Regions from separate parts of the Mus musculus genome. Here region 1 is linked to region 2. Evidence: chromatin contacts called from public HiChIP or PLAC-seq data. All regions are on one chromosome and are shown on one strand. Each heading gives the region's core, a stretch centred on a gene start, on an enhancer-like site or on the middle of the called end of the contact. The rest is flanking DNA. Distances are from core to core; before and after follow the strand shown.

What was found. HiChIP or PLAC-seq counts read pairs in DNA pulled down with a chosen protein or histone mark.
Region 1: a FOXA1 HiChIP or PLAC-seq map of pancreatic cancer cells shows a contact between it and region 2. The contact joins the promoter of Utp3 here to the enhancer-like site in region 2. A contact is called at or near these places in 6 of 39 promoter capture datasets (the 3T3-L1 cell line, the HPC-7 cell line, cranial neural crest and 3 more), 1 of 484 Hi-C or Micro-C datasets (CD8 T cells) and 2 of 115 datasets of contacts at active chromatin or transcription factors (pancreatic cancer cells and stem cell-derived neural progenitor cells).

Annotation. Positions count from the first base shown.
Region 1 is chr5:88,549,652-88,555,938 of GRCm38.p6, forward strand. It overlaps Utp3 (UTP3 small subunit processome component), which reads left to right and starts at 4,811. Exons shown (of 1, transcript NM_023054.2): 1 at 4,811-6,287. The coding sequence starts at 4,963.
Region 2 is chr5:86,779,672-86,785,935 of GRCm38.p6, forward strand. No RefSeq gene overlaps it. Among named protein-coding and RNA genes, the nearest start is that of Ythdc1, 21 kb to the right of the region's middle. Within about 2 kb of position 3,565, at least 16 of the 459 cell types and tissues checked have an H3K27ac peak or open chromatin away from gene starts, as enhancers often do. A contact at or near this core is called in pancreatic cancer cells, where this site is marked.

The sequences.
Region 1 (6,287 bases), core at 3,561-6,060, 1.8 Mb after region 2:
GGAAGCAAATTCACCCAAGAGGAGTAGACGGCAGGAAATAATCAAACTCAGGGGTGAAATCAACCAAGTGGAAACAAGAAGAACTATTCAAAGAATTAACCAAACGAGGAGTTGGTTCTTTGAGAAAATCAACAAGATAGATAAACCCTTAGCTAGACTCACTAAAGGGCACAGGGACAAAATCCTAATTAACAAAATCAGAAATGAAAAGGGAGACATAACAACAGATCCTGAAGAAATCCAAAACACCATCAGATCCTTCTACAAAAGGCTATACTCAACAAAACTGGAAAACCTGGACGAAATGGACAAATTTCTGGACAGATACCAGGTACCAAAGTTGAATCAGGATCAAGTTGACCTTCTAAACAGTCCCATATCCCCTAAAGAAATAGAAGCAGTTATTAATAGTCTCCCAGCCAAAAAAAGCCCAGGACCAGACGGGTTTAGTGCAGAGTTCTATCAGACCTTCAAAGAAGATCTAACTCCAGTTCTGCACAAACTTTTTCACAAGATAGAAGTAGAAGGTATTCTACCCAACTCATTTTATGAAGCCACTATTACTCTGATACCTAAACCACAGAAAGATCCAACAAAGATAGAGAACTTCAGACCAATTTCTCTTATGAACATCGATGCAAAAATCCTTAATAAAATTCTCGCTAACCGAATCCAAGAACACATTAAAGCAATCATCCATCCTGACCAAGTAGGTTTTATTCCAGGGATGCAGGGATGGTTTAATATACGAAAATCCATCAATGTAATCCATTATATAAACAAACTCAAAGACAAAAACCACATGATCATCTCGTTAGATGCAGAAAAAGCATTTGACAAGATCCAACACCCATTCATGATAAAAGTTCTGGAAAGATCAGGAATTCAAGGCCAATACCTAAACATGATAAAAGCAATATACAGCAAACCAGTAGCCAACATCAAAGTAAATGGAGAGAAGCTGGAAGCAATCCCACTAAAATCAGGGACTAGACAAGGCTGCCCACTTTCTCCCTACCTTTTCAACATAGTACTTGAAGTATTAGCCAGAGCAATTCGACAACAAAAGGAGATCAAGGGGATACAAATTGGAAAAGAGGAAGTCAAAATATCACTTTTTGCAGATGATATGATAGTATATATAAGTGACCCTAAAAATTCCAACAGAGAACTCCTAAACCTGATAAACAGCTTCGGTGAAGTAGCTGGATATAAAATTAACTCAAACAAGTCAATGGCCTTTCTCTACACAAAGAATAAACAGGCTGAGAAAGAAATTAGGGAAACAACACCCTTCTCAATAGCCACAAATAATATAAAATATCTCGGCGTGACTCTAACGAAGGAAGTGAAAGATCTGTATGATAAAAACTTCAAGTCCCTGAAGAAAGAAATTAAAGAAGATCTCAGAAGATGGAAAGATCTCCCATGCTCATGGATTGGCAGGACCAACATTGTAAAAATGGCTATCTTGCCAAAAGCAATCTACAGATTCAATGCAATCCCCATTAAAATTCCAACTCAATTCTTCAACGAATTAGAAGGAGCAATTTGCAAATTCATCTGGAATAACAAAAAACCGAGGATAGCAAAAACTCTTCTCAAGGATAAAAGAACCTCTGGTGGAATCACCATGCCTGACCTAAAGCTTTACTACAGAGCAATTGTGATAAAAACTGCATGGTACTGGTATAGAGACAGACAAGTGGACCAATGGAATAGAATTGAAGACCCAGAAATGAACCCACACACCTATGGTCACTTGATCTTCGACAAGGGAGCCAAAACCATCCAGTGGAAGAAAGACAGCATTTTCAACAATTGGTGCTGGCACAACTGGTTGTTATCATGTAGAAGAATGCGAATCGATCCATACTTATCTCCTTGTACTAAGGTCAAATCTAAGTGGATCAAGGAACTTCACATAAAATCAGAGACACTGAAACTTATAGAGGAGAAAGTGGGGAAAAGCCTTGAAGATATGGGCACAGGGGAAAAATTCCTGAACAGAACAGCAATGGCTTGTGCTGTAAGATCGAGAATTGACAAATGGGACCTAATGAAACTCCAAAGTTTCTGCAAGGCAAAAGACACTGTCTATAAGACAAAAAGACCACCAACAGACTGGGAAAGGATCTTTACCTATCCTAAATCAGATAGGGGACTAATATCCAACATATATAAAGAACTCAAGAAGGTGGACTTCAGAAAATCAAATAACCCCCTTAAAAAATGGGGCTCAGAACTGAACAAAGAATTCTCACCTGAGGAATACCGAATGGCAGAGAAGCACCTGAAAAAATGTTCAACATCCTTAATCATCAGGGAAATGCAAATCAAAACAACCCTGAGATTCCACCTCACACCAGTGAGAATGGCTAAGATCAAAAATTCAGGTGACAGCAGATGCTGGCGAGGATGTGGAGAAAGAGGAACACTCCTCCATTGTTGGTGGGATTGCAGGCTTGTACAACCACTCTGGAAATCAGTCTGGCGGTTCCTCAGAAAATTGGACATAGTACTACCGGAGGATCCAGCAATACCTCTCCTGGGCATATATCCAGAAGAAGCCCCAACTGGTAAGAAGGACACATGCTCCACTATGTTCATAGCAGCCTTATTTATAATAGCCAGAAACTGGAAAGAACCCAGATGCCCCTCAACAGAGGAATGGATACAGAAAATGTGGTACATCTACACAATGGAGTACTACTCAGCTATTAAAAAGAATGAATTTATGAAATTCCTAGCCAAATGGATGGACCTGGAGAGCATCATCCTGAGTGAGGTAACACAATCACAAAGGAACTCACACAATATGTACTCACTGATAAGTGGATACTAGCCCAAAACCTAGGATACCCACGATATAAGATACAATTTCCTAAACACATGAAACTCAAGAAAAATGAAGACTGAAGTGTGGACACTATGCCCCTCCTTAGAAGTGGGAACAAAACACCCATGGAAGGAGTTACAGAAACAAAGTTTGGAGCTGAGATGAAAGGATGGACCATGTAGAGACTGCCATATCCAGGGATCCACCCCATAATCAGCATCCAAACGCTGACACCATTGCATATACTAGCAAGATTTTATCGAAAGGACCCAGATGTAGCTGTCTCTTGTGAGACTATGCCGGGGCCTAGCAAACACAGAAGTGGATGCTCACAGTCAGCTAATGGATGGTTCACAGGGCTCCCAATGGAGGAGCTAGAGAAAGTACCCAAGGAGCTAAAGGGATCTTCAACCCTATAGGTGGAACAACATTATGAACTAACCAGTACCCCTGAGCTCTTGACTCTAGCTGCATATGTATCAAAAGATGGCCTAGTCGGCCATCACTGGAAAGAGAGGCCCATTGGACACGCAGACTTTGTGTGCCCCGGTACAGGGGAACGCCAGGGCCAAAGGGGGGGAGTGGGTGGGTAGGGGAGTGGGGGTGGGTGGGTAAGGGGGACTTTTGGTATAGCATTGGAAATGTAAATGAGCTAAATACCTAATAAAAAATGGAAAAAAAAAAAAAAGAAAAAAAAGACAAGACCCCATGTGGTATGCATAATCACGACTTTGTATATCCTTTTAAATAAGGAAGCTGACATAAAAGGTCATACATTTGAGATAGCTTAGGTGGTAGCCCTGTCTACTAAGCTTGACACCAGTTCGATTCTCTTAGACCCATATGTCACTTCTCCCATTTGACTGAGTTTTCTGTTTGGTGTACCCGTGCGCCCTCCTAAACCACAAGGTCTCCTATTTTGGCCTTTATCTCTTTTCCTTTTCCTCTTCTTCCTCTTCCCTCCTCTTTCCTCCTCCCCACTTCTTCTCCCCTTCTCCCTCTCTCCCCTCTCCCTCTTCTTTCTCTTCTCCTCCCCTCCCTTGTTAAATCTATTTTGCTCATTTCCTTCCTTCATTCTCCTCTCTCCTCTCCCCTCCCTCCCTTGTTAAATCTATTTTGCTCATTTCCTTCCTTTATTCTCCCCTCCCCTCCCCCCCCCCATCTCTGCCTAAAACGCTGCCACGGAAGTTTGGTGCTTGATCAATGTTGAAGAACACAACAATGAATAATCATTAAATGTTGCAACCCAATTCTATACATAGGAGGCTGTCCGCGGCTGACAGCCTCACAGTTTTCCAGAACGTCTAGAAAAGCGAAGCTATTCCAGTAGAAGGACACCGCGCGTCTTTTACTCTTCCCGGTTACATCGTCCCCAAAAAACCCCGAAGTCCTCTCTCGGGTCGCCTAAAAGCAGAGACTCGCCGCGCGGGGCCCGGAAACGCGGCGCCTACGGTAGCAACTCCCAGGCAAAAACAGAGAAAAGCACCAATCCGGGAGGCTGAGGCTGACAACATGGCGAGTCCCGGCTTCAGAAGTCAAGACAGACAAAAAACAAAACTAAACAAAACACAAACAAAACCCTGACTAACTTCCACTCTGGCAAACGGAGAACACGAAACCGTGAGCTGGGCAACTATCTAGCGTGGCCCAGTGGGCGCCCTGCCGACGCGTGGGAACGTAGATGCCCCGCGCCCTCTGTCGGCCGCGGGCTGTCTCGCGGCGTCCCTGGCGGGATTCCGGCTTCACGCCGGAAGTCACCAGAGAGAGAGAGAGCTCGGAAGTAGCCACAAAAGGATCCGCGGAACGGAAATATCCTTGGCCTAGCGTTCCTACCCGGAAGTTTTCATTCGCCGGAACCGACTGGTTTTTAAAAAGACACGGCGGCGGGATTACGCTGGGGGGGGGGGGGGGAGCGGAAGTTTAGGCGCGCGCGCTGCGCGGAGAGCACCCTGGGAGCGGAAGGAAACAGGCCTTTCCCAGACTCTCTGCTCCGGTGGTCACCGACTTGGGTTCGCGGAGCGTGCTGGTGCTGAAAGCCTCCGCTTGCCGGCATCATTCTGGGCGGAGGTCAGAAGTGGCGGAAATCGCGGCGTCGCTTGGGAACCCGGGACCGCTGGTGAGCCATGGTGAAGAAATCACGGCGGCGTGGAGCGGCTCAGTGGGCCGCCGTGCGGGCCCAGGCAGGTCTCACCGCCACGGACGAAAATGAGGACGACTTGGGGTTGCCGCCCTCTCCAGGGGACTCCAGCTACTACCAAGACCAGGTAGATGAGTTCCATGAAGCGCGATCTCGGGCAGTCCTGGCCAAGGGCTGGAACGAAGTCGAGAGTGGGGAGGAGGATGGCGATGAGGAGGAAGAGGTGCTACCTCTAGATATTGATGATGGAGATGACGAAGATGGAGAGAGTTCGGAGGAGGAGGAGGTTGGAGAGGATGATGACGGCGGAAGCTCCGTGCAGAGTGAGGCTGAGGCCTCTGTGGACCCTAGCTTGTCCTGGGGTCAGAGAAAAAAGCTTTATTACGATACGGACTATGGTTCCAAATCCCGAGGCCGTCAGAGTCAGCAAGAAGTAGAAGAGGAGGAAAGAGAAGAAGAGGAGGAGGCACAGATAATTCAGCGGCGCTTGGCCCAAGCCCTGCAAGAGGATGATTTTGGAGTCGCTTGGGTGGAGGCCTTTGCAAAGCCGGTGCCCCAGGTAGACGAAGCTGAGACAAGGGTTGTGAAGGATTTGGCTAAAGTCTCGGTAAAAGAGAAGCTGAAAATGTTGAAGAAAGAATCACCAGAGCTCTTAGAGCTCATAGAAGACCTCCAAGCCAAGTTGACAGAGGTGAAGGATGAGTTAGAACCCTTGTTACAGTTGGTGGAGAAAGGGGTCATTCCAACTGGAAGAGGAAGCGAATACCTGAAGACTAAGTATAATCTCTACTTGAACTATTGCGCCAACATTAGCTTTTATTTGATCTTAAAAGCCCGGAGAGTCCCTGCACATGGACATCCTGTTATAGAAAGGCTTGTTACCTACAGAAATCTGATCAACAAGCTGTCGGTTGTGGATCAGAAACTGTCCTCTGAAATCCGTCACCTCCTCACAGCCAAGGATGGTGCTGTAAAGAAAGAAATGACTCCAAAAGCAAAATTAACCAAAACCAAGCCCAAGTCTGTAAAGCAGGCTGCTGCTGTTGCCCTGACTGATGAGCCTGATTTTGATGGGGCTGCTCTCAAGTACTATAAGGAAATGGAAGACAGGCAAGAGTTGAAGAGAAAGAAGGAAGAAAACAGTGCTGAAGAACAGGCTCTCGAAGAACAAAATGCAAAGAGAGCCATTACCTACCAGATTGCTAAAAATAGGGGACTTACACCCAGGAGAAAGAAGATTGATAGAAATCCCAGAGTGAAACATAGGGAAAAGTTCAGAAAAGCCAAAATCCGACGACGAGGCCAGGTTCG
Region 2 (6,264 bases), core at 2,315-4,814:
TCCCCTCATTCCTGTAGATCATAGAGGTCACAGCTGGGGAAAACCGTTCATGACCTGCTCTCCTAGCTGCTTACACACTACCTCCAGTATTGTGGGAGAGTAGCAAGAAGGAAACTTCCTCATTCGTACCAACTTGGTTTCCCATGTGATGAAAGGTTGAAATGTCCTTAGCAATACAACTAAATTGTACATTCCCCTGTGGCTTTTTCAAACATCCTTAATGCTATTTATCCTTCTCCCCACCCCTGTCTCTGCCCGACTCTCCCTTCACTCTTCCTACTTAAACTTTCTTCCCCATTTATTTCTATTTTCTTATTCATATTACCTGTGCTCTACTTCATCCTTCCCCTTAAGACCTTTCTTCTCCATCCCCCACCAGTGGACCCTTTCTAGTTTCATATATTCTATAGAGACTATAAGATAAAAACATAAATAGAAAGACATCATGCTAAGATCAGATAATCTTAAGGCCATGAATAAGGCCGTGTCACATTTGTCTTTCTGGTTCTCAGTTACCTCAGTCAGTATAATGTTTTCCAGCTCCGCGTACCTGCAAATTTCATGATTTTATATTTCTTTATAGCTGAATGAAATTCCACTGTATATAGGTTCCATATTTTCTTTATCTATTCACTATCTGACAGACATCTAGGCTGTTTCCAAGTATAGCTGTTGTGACTAGAGCAGCTATGAACATGGGTGAGTGTGTGTCTCCGTTGCAGCAGAGTCCTTTTGGTATACACCCAAAAATGGTACGGCAGAGTCACATGGTAGATCTACTTCTATTTTTTTTAAATTCTAATTCTTGCATTTATTTATGCGTGAGTGTGTGCACATGTGCCATACGTTCAGATGCTAGAGGGCAGCTTGCAGGAGTCGATTCTCTCCTTCCATTATGTGGGAATCTGGCATTGATGTGGCAGCAAATGTATTAACCCACTAATCCATCTCACCAGACCCCAGTTCTAGCTTTGTATAAACGAATCTCCACACTGATTTATTTCTACAGTAGCTGTCCCAATTTCACTTCCATCAACAGTGTATGAGGGTTCCGAGTTCTCCACATCCTCACCAGCAACGGTACTTCTGCCATTTTGACTAGGATGAGAGGAAATCTCAAAGTAGTTTGAGTTTCCTGGGCGGCTAAGGATGCTGGGCACTCTTTTTTTTTTTTAATTGGGTATTTATTTCATTTACATTTCCAATGCTATCCCAAAAGTCCCCCACACGCTCCCCCACCCACCCACTCCCACTTCTTGGCCCTGGCATTCCCCTGTACTGAGGCATATAAAGTTTGCACGACCAATGGGCCTCTCTTTCCACTGATGGCCAAATAGGCCATCTTCTGATTCATATGCAGCTAGAGTCACGAGCTCCAGGATGGGAGTGGGGGGATGGGGGGTGGTATTGGTTAGTTCATATTGTTGTTCCACCTATAGGATTGCAGATCCCTTCAGCTCCTTGGGTACTTTCTCTAGCTCCTCCATTGGGGGCCCTGTGATCCATCCAATAGCTGACTGTGAGCATCCACTTCTGTGTTTGCTAGGCCCCGGCATAGTCTCACAAGAGAGAGCTATATCTGGGTCCTTTCGATGCTGGGCACTCTTATCTATTGGATTTCTTTATATGAGAACTCCCGCTCAGTCAGATGCCTCACTGTAATTGGGTTGTGTGTTAACTTGGAGTTTTGTGGTGTTTAGACCCTTGTATACACGAGACACTAATTCTCTGTCAGGTGTATAGCTGGCAAAGAATTTTCACTCTACAGGCTGTTTCTTTAATTGGTTAAAATTTCCTTCTTTTACAATAGAAACATTTGTTAATGTCATGAATTTTTACTTGTTGATTTTTGGTCCTATTTCCTGGCCACCCAAGGCTACCATAGTAAGGCTCTGTCCCAAAAAGGAGACTCTTCTGAGAGTTAAAAATAGCAGAAGATATAGTATCAAAATTATAGTAAATAAGATTAATCGTCCTTATTTGAATCTAATCCAGATGCCACTGTTCGTGCTCCAGATCAACCAGCTCCTATAGACTGATCATCCATCTTTATCTAATTTTCCTGATTATTTGAAATTTCTACAATAAATATTTACTGCTTTTAGTTTAGTTTTCCTCCAAACAAAATATGATTATATCATATACAAATGATTAATCTATTTCAATATTTCAAATATAATAAACATATGAAATACAATAAAAACATAATTTTTTACTTCCCATGAGACTATGGTAATGAAATTTTATTTTTATAGTGTAGTACTAAAAAGCACATGAACGTGAAATTTAAGATACTAACATACTAAAGTCTAAAAACACCACAAAAATGAATCGACAGATTCAAAATTGATCTTTCAACAGTGTGGAAAAATGTTCTGGGCAAGTTGCACACAAATTCACCACCATCAAATGACTTTCTGCCCTGTAGCATCCCATCCTCTGTCAGGTAAGAAAGACAGAGCTAAAAAGGTTTGGGCTAGAAAAAAAGGAAGTTCAGCTTTATCATCATAGCAATGCTATTCAATGACATGTTGGAAAATTAATTTGAGCTAGAAGTTAAGCCAGGTACAGTGACAGATGTTTAATCCCAACACTTGAAAGTCAGTTTATATACATTCAGGAAAAGCCTACCTTCAAATCTTGTTTAGGGAAACATTTTGCCAAAATAAAAAATTAACAGAGAAAAAAAATTTTTTTTCTGGTGACTGGATGAAAAAAAAAAAGAAATACAAAGAAAAGATTATGACAGGTCTGGGGTTTTGGTACCAGATGAATGAAAAGAAAAGAAAAAGAAAGAAAGAAAGAAAGAAAGAAAGAAAGAAAGAAAGAAAGAAAGAAAGAAAGAAAGAAAGAGAAAAATATGAGTGCTTCTAGGTCATGGTGGAGGAGAAAATTTATTGTAGACAAAAGGAAAAGCACAGTCGACATCAGGGACAGTTCAGAGTGGACATGACCCTTGAGCTCTGTAAGGAGAGAGGGAAGATGGAGGGGGAGAGAGCAGAACCAGGTGCTGCAGCCTGGAGGTGCAAAAGAGGAGAGGGTAACCAAAATGTCTGGATTATACAGGGAAGGGCAGCTGGGGGAAGGGCAGCCCAGCCCATGGACTGCAGAAGTTTAGGGTAGGGGGCAGAGTAATCCAGGTAGAAGGGCCCTACAAAGGTAGGGACTGAGGCATTCAGGGAAAACCTGGTGCCTGGGTTTGCTCTAATATGTCATGAAGTCACTCAGCCAGTTTATCCCTGCTTGAAACCTTGCACTGACTAATAATCAAACAAGGACTATGACTTTAGCTTTACTTTCAACTTTTTAAGCAAAAATGCCATGCTCTTCCCTTAACTTACTGTATTATGTTCTTCATGAAGAACTCCAAAGCAAAAGGCAAGCCTGCTCCAGGTGCCCCCAGGCAGTTTTCAGTGCAGAGCTGGGTCACCAAGGCTGTACTAAGGTAAAAGCCTGGATCAACGTGAAGGCAATTGGAGGGGGGGTTGGGAGGGCTGTCTCAAGCCATGAGGCCGCTCCTAGGACTCACATTTCTGTGCGTGTTACCACGCCCAGTGTCAATTTGACTCTTTTTTTCTGTGATCTAGCCAGGGCGTCACATCCTTTGTTAGTAAGTCAGTGAGTTTGATAAAGTCAAAGATAAATTCACTTTGTTTTGTTTCCTGATGTTTTAGATTTGTCCATGTTTCCAATCCACATCAATCAGCTCATAGCTGATTCATCGCAGGCGGAAGCGAGTTATTTACAGGTCTGTAACAATGTCTATGACAGGCAAGTGGCAGTTGCTAACTGATAGGTTATTTTTCTGCCGTTGGTAAAATGAGTCAATTTAAAACAGATTAGATTATATTAAAGGCTGGTTTGTGGGGAGAGTTCACTGGCCAGTCCCAAAGGACCAAGGCCAGAGAAGTCCACATGGGAAGAGGGGAGAGGAGAGAGGGGGAGAAAGGGGAGAGGGGAAGAAGAGGAAGAGGGAGAGTCGAAGGTGGGGACGGGAGAGGAGGAGGAGAAGAAGGGGGAGAGGAAGAAGGAGGTAGGAAGAGAGAGAGAGAGAGAGAGAGAGAGAGAGAGAGAGAGAGAGAGAGAGAGAGAGAGAGAATGAAAATGTCTGGATTATATAGGGAGTAACCTCCTGTGGAAGGGCAACCCAGCCCTGGGCTGGAAACAGGGTATGCCAGATAGGGACTGAGGGATGTTGGGAGAACCTAGAATCCAGGTCTGCTTTAGTATGTAAAATATGCACCCCCCGAGTCTCCTGTCCCAGATCTGAAACAAAACATTAATTTCACAAATAACAAATAAAAGCAAGCCTCCTTCTCCCTCAGTATTGACACTCAGAACAGAGTAATTTAGGGAAAGCCATGCAGGAAAAGCCACTGTTCCACACACTGTGGAATTAAGTCTAATTGCCAAACTTTCCAACCATGCTTTCACGCTGTCTCAAAATTACAACAAAAAGGCAATGTATAAATTAGTAATTGGCCACCCACATGGATTCTCTAGGAATTTGCTTGAACTAATCTCACTTACAGAAGCAGTGAGAATGCGCTGTGTGTGTGTGTGTGTGTGTGTGTGTGTGTGTGTGTGTGTGTGTGTGTGTGTTTATAATTGGGAATTTTAACTCAAAACTTTCCTATATAAAAAACATTCTGGCAATCAAAGTGGCAGGGTCAGGTTTTCACCTTCAAAGCACAGAAACAAATGGTGCAGTCACTAAAAAAAACCCAAAGCCAATAACTAGCATACCCATCATCTTACACATCATTTATTATTTCAGTGTGCTGAGAACATTCTGAATCCTCTGGACTAACCATGTGAAAATAGCCAGTAGGTTTTATTAGTTGCAGTCATCCTACTTTGTAACAACTCACTAAAACCTTCTGCTAACATTGCACAATGCAAACATGAATTAGAAGATTATACTGTACCCTGAAAATATGTGCAAGTATAAATTAAAACCAAAGTGGAAAAACGGGGGGGGGGGGGGGAGTGGTCTTTTGTAAAGCCGTAGGGCCAACTCTGAAAAAAAAAATCAAATTCCTCTTTAACTTTCTTTCATTTGTATTCTCTCTCTCTCTCTCTCTCTCTCTCTCTCTCTCTCTCTGTGTGTGTGTGTGTGTGTGTGTGTGTGTGTGTGTGTGTGTGTGTGTAGAGTCTGGTGGTTGACATTAGATGTCTTCCTCAATAGCTTCTCAACCTTGTTCTGAGACGGGCTCCTCTCATGGTATCTGGAGCTCACTGATTGAGCTATACTGTCCAGACATGGAGCCTAGGACCTATCTTTCTTCTGTCCTCTTTTATGTCCAAGTCCTGGACAAAGAAAAGAGGTGACCACTCTTTGAACAGGCAGTTAAGCCTCCCTCTTTACCTGAGGTGGACATTTTAGAAGTTGCTTGAGTTTTTCTAACCTTTTAGTTCAATTGCTAGTGTGATATGTGACTTACCCATTTCCTGGTAGCCTGGGGTTTCCATGGATCCGTAGCTGGCCTTACTTCATCAGGGAAGGACAGTTACTATGCTGGCAGTTATCACAGATGTAATGACAGTTCTAGATATGTAGACCTGTTATACTTCCAGAGTAAGAGAACTGACTAGAAACAAGATCCCTCTTCTGTTGTTCTTGCTATGATCTAGATATAACGTGGGCCCATACTTAGAAAATCCCTAGATGTCACAAAATTGTACTGCTACATAGTCATTTGCACCTTCACTTAACTGTTGTATCATAAGCAAGCACATAATCTTGCTTTTAGGCTAAACCCGTCCGTATTTAAGTCGAGGAACATTTCAGGGAGGAAAGTTTCCTTTATACTTGCTTGAAAAACCTGAAAGAAAACACTAACTATGAATTGGGGTTACACTAAGGGGTCTTTAGATCTTAGAGCTGTCCTGTTTCACTAATGATATACATGAATGAAACAAAGATGTTTTCTACCATATGAGAAAATCTATGAACAAATTGCTAAGAGTACTAGAGAGGGCTGGGGAGATGGCTCAGTGGCTAAGAGCACTGACTGAGCTTCCAGACGTCCTGAGTTCAATTCCCAGGAAACATACGGTGGCTCACAGCCATCTGTTTCATAGATCTGTTGCCCTTTTCTGGTGTGTCTGAGGACAGATACAGTGTACTTACATATAATAAATAAATACTTTTTTTAAAAAATTAAAAAAAAGAAAACTAGAGAAATAGGCAGAGGCTGATAGAGAGCTTGTGAGTTGTAGCAAGTTAGAAGATAGCTAGAACTACGTTTGTCTCAAAATCAA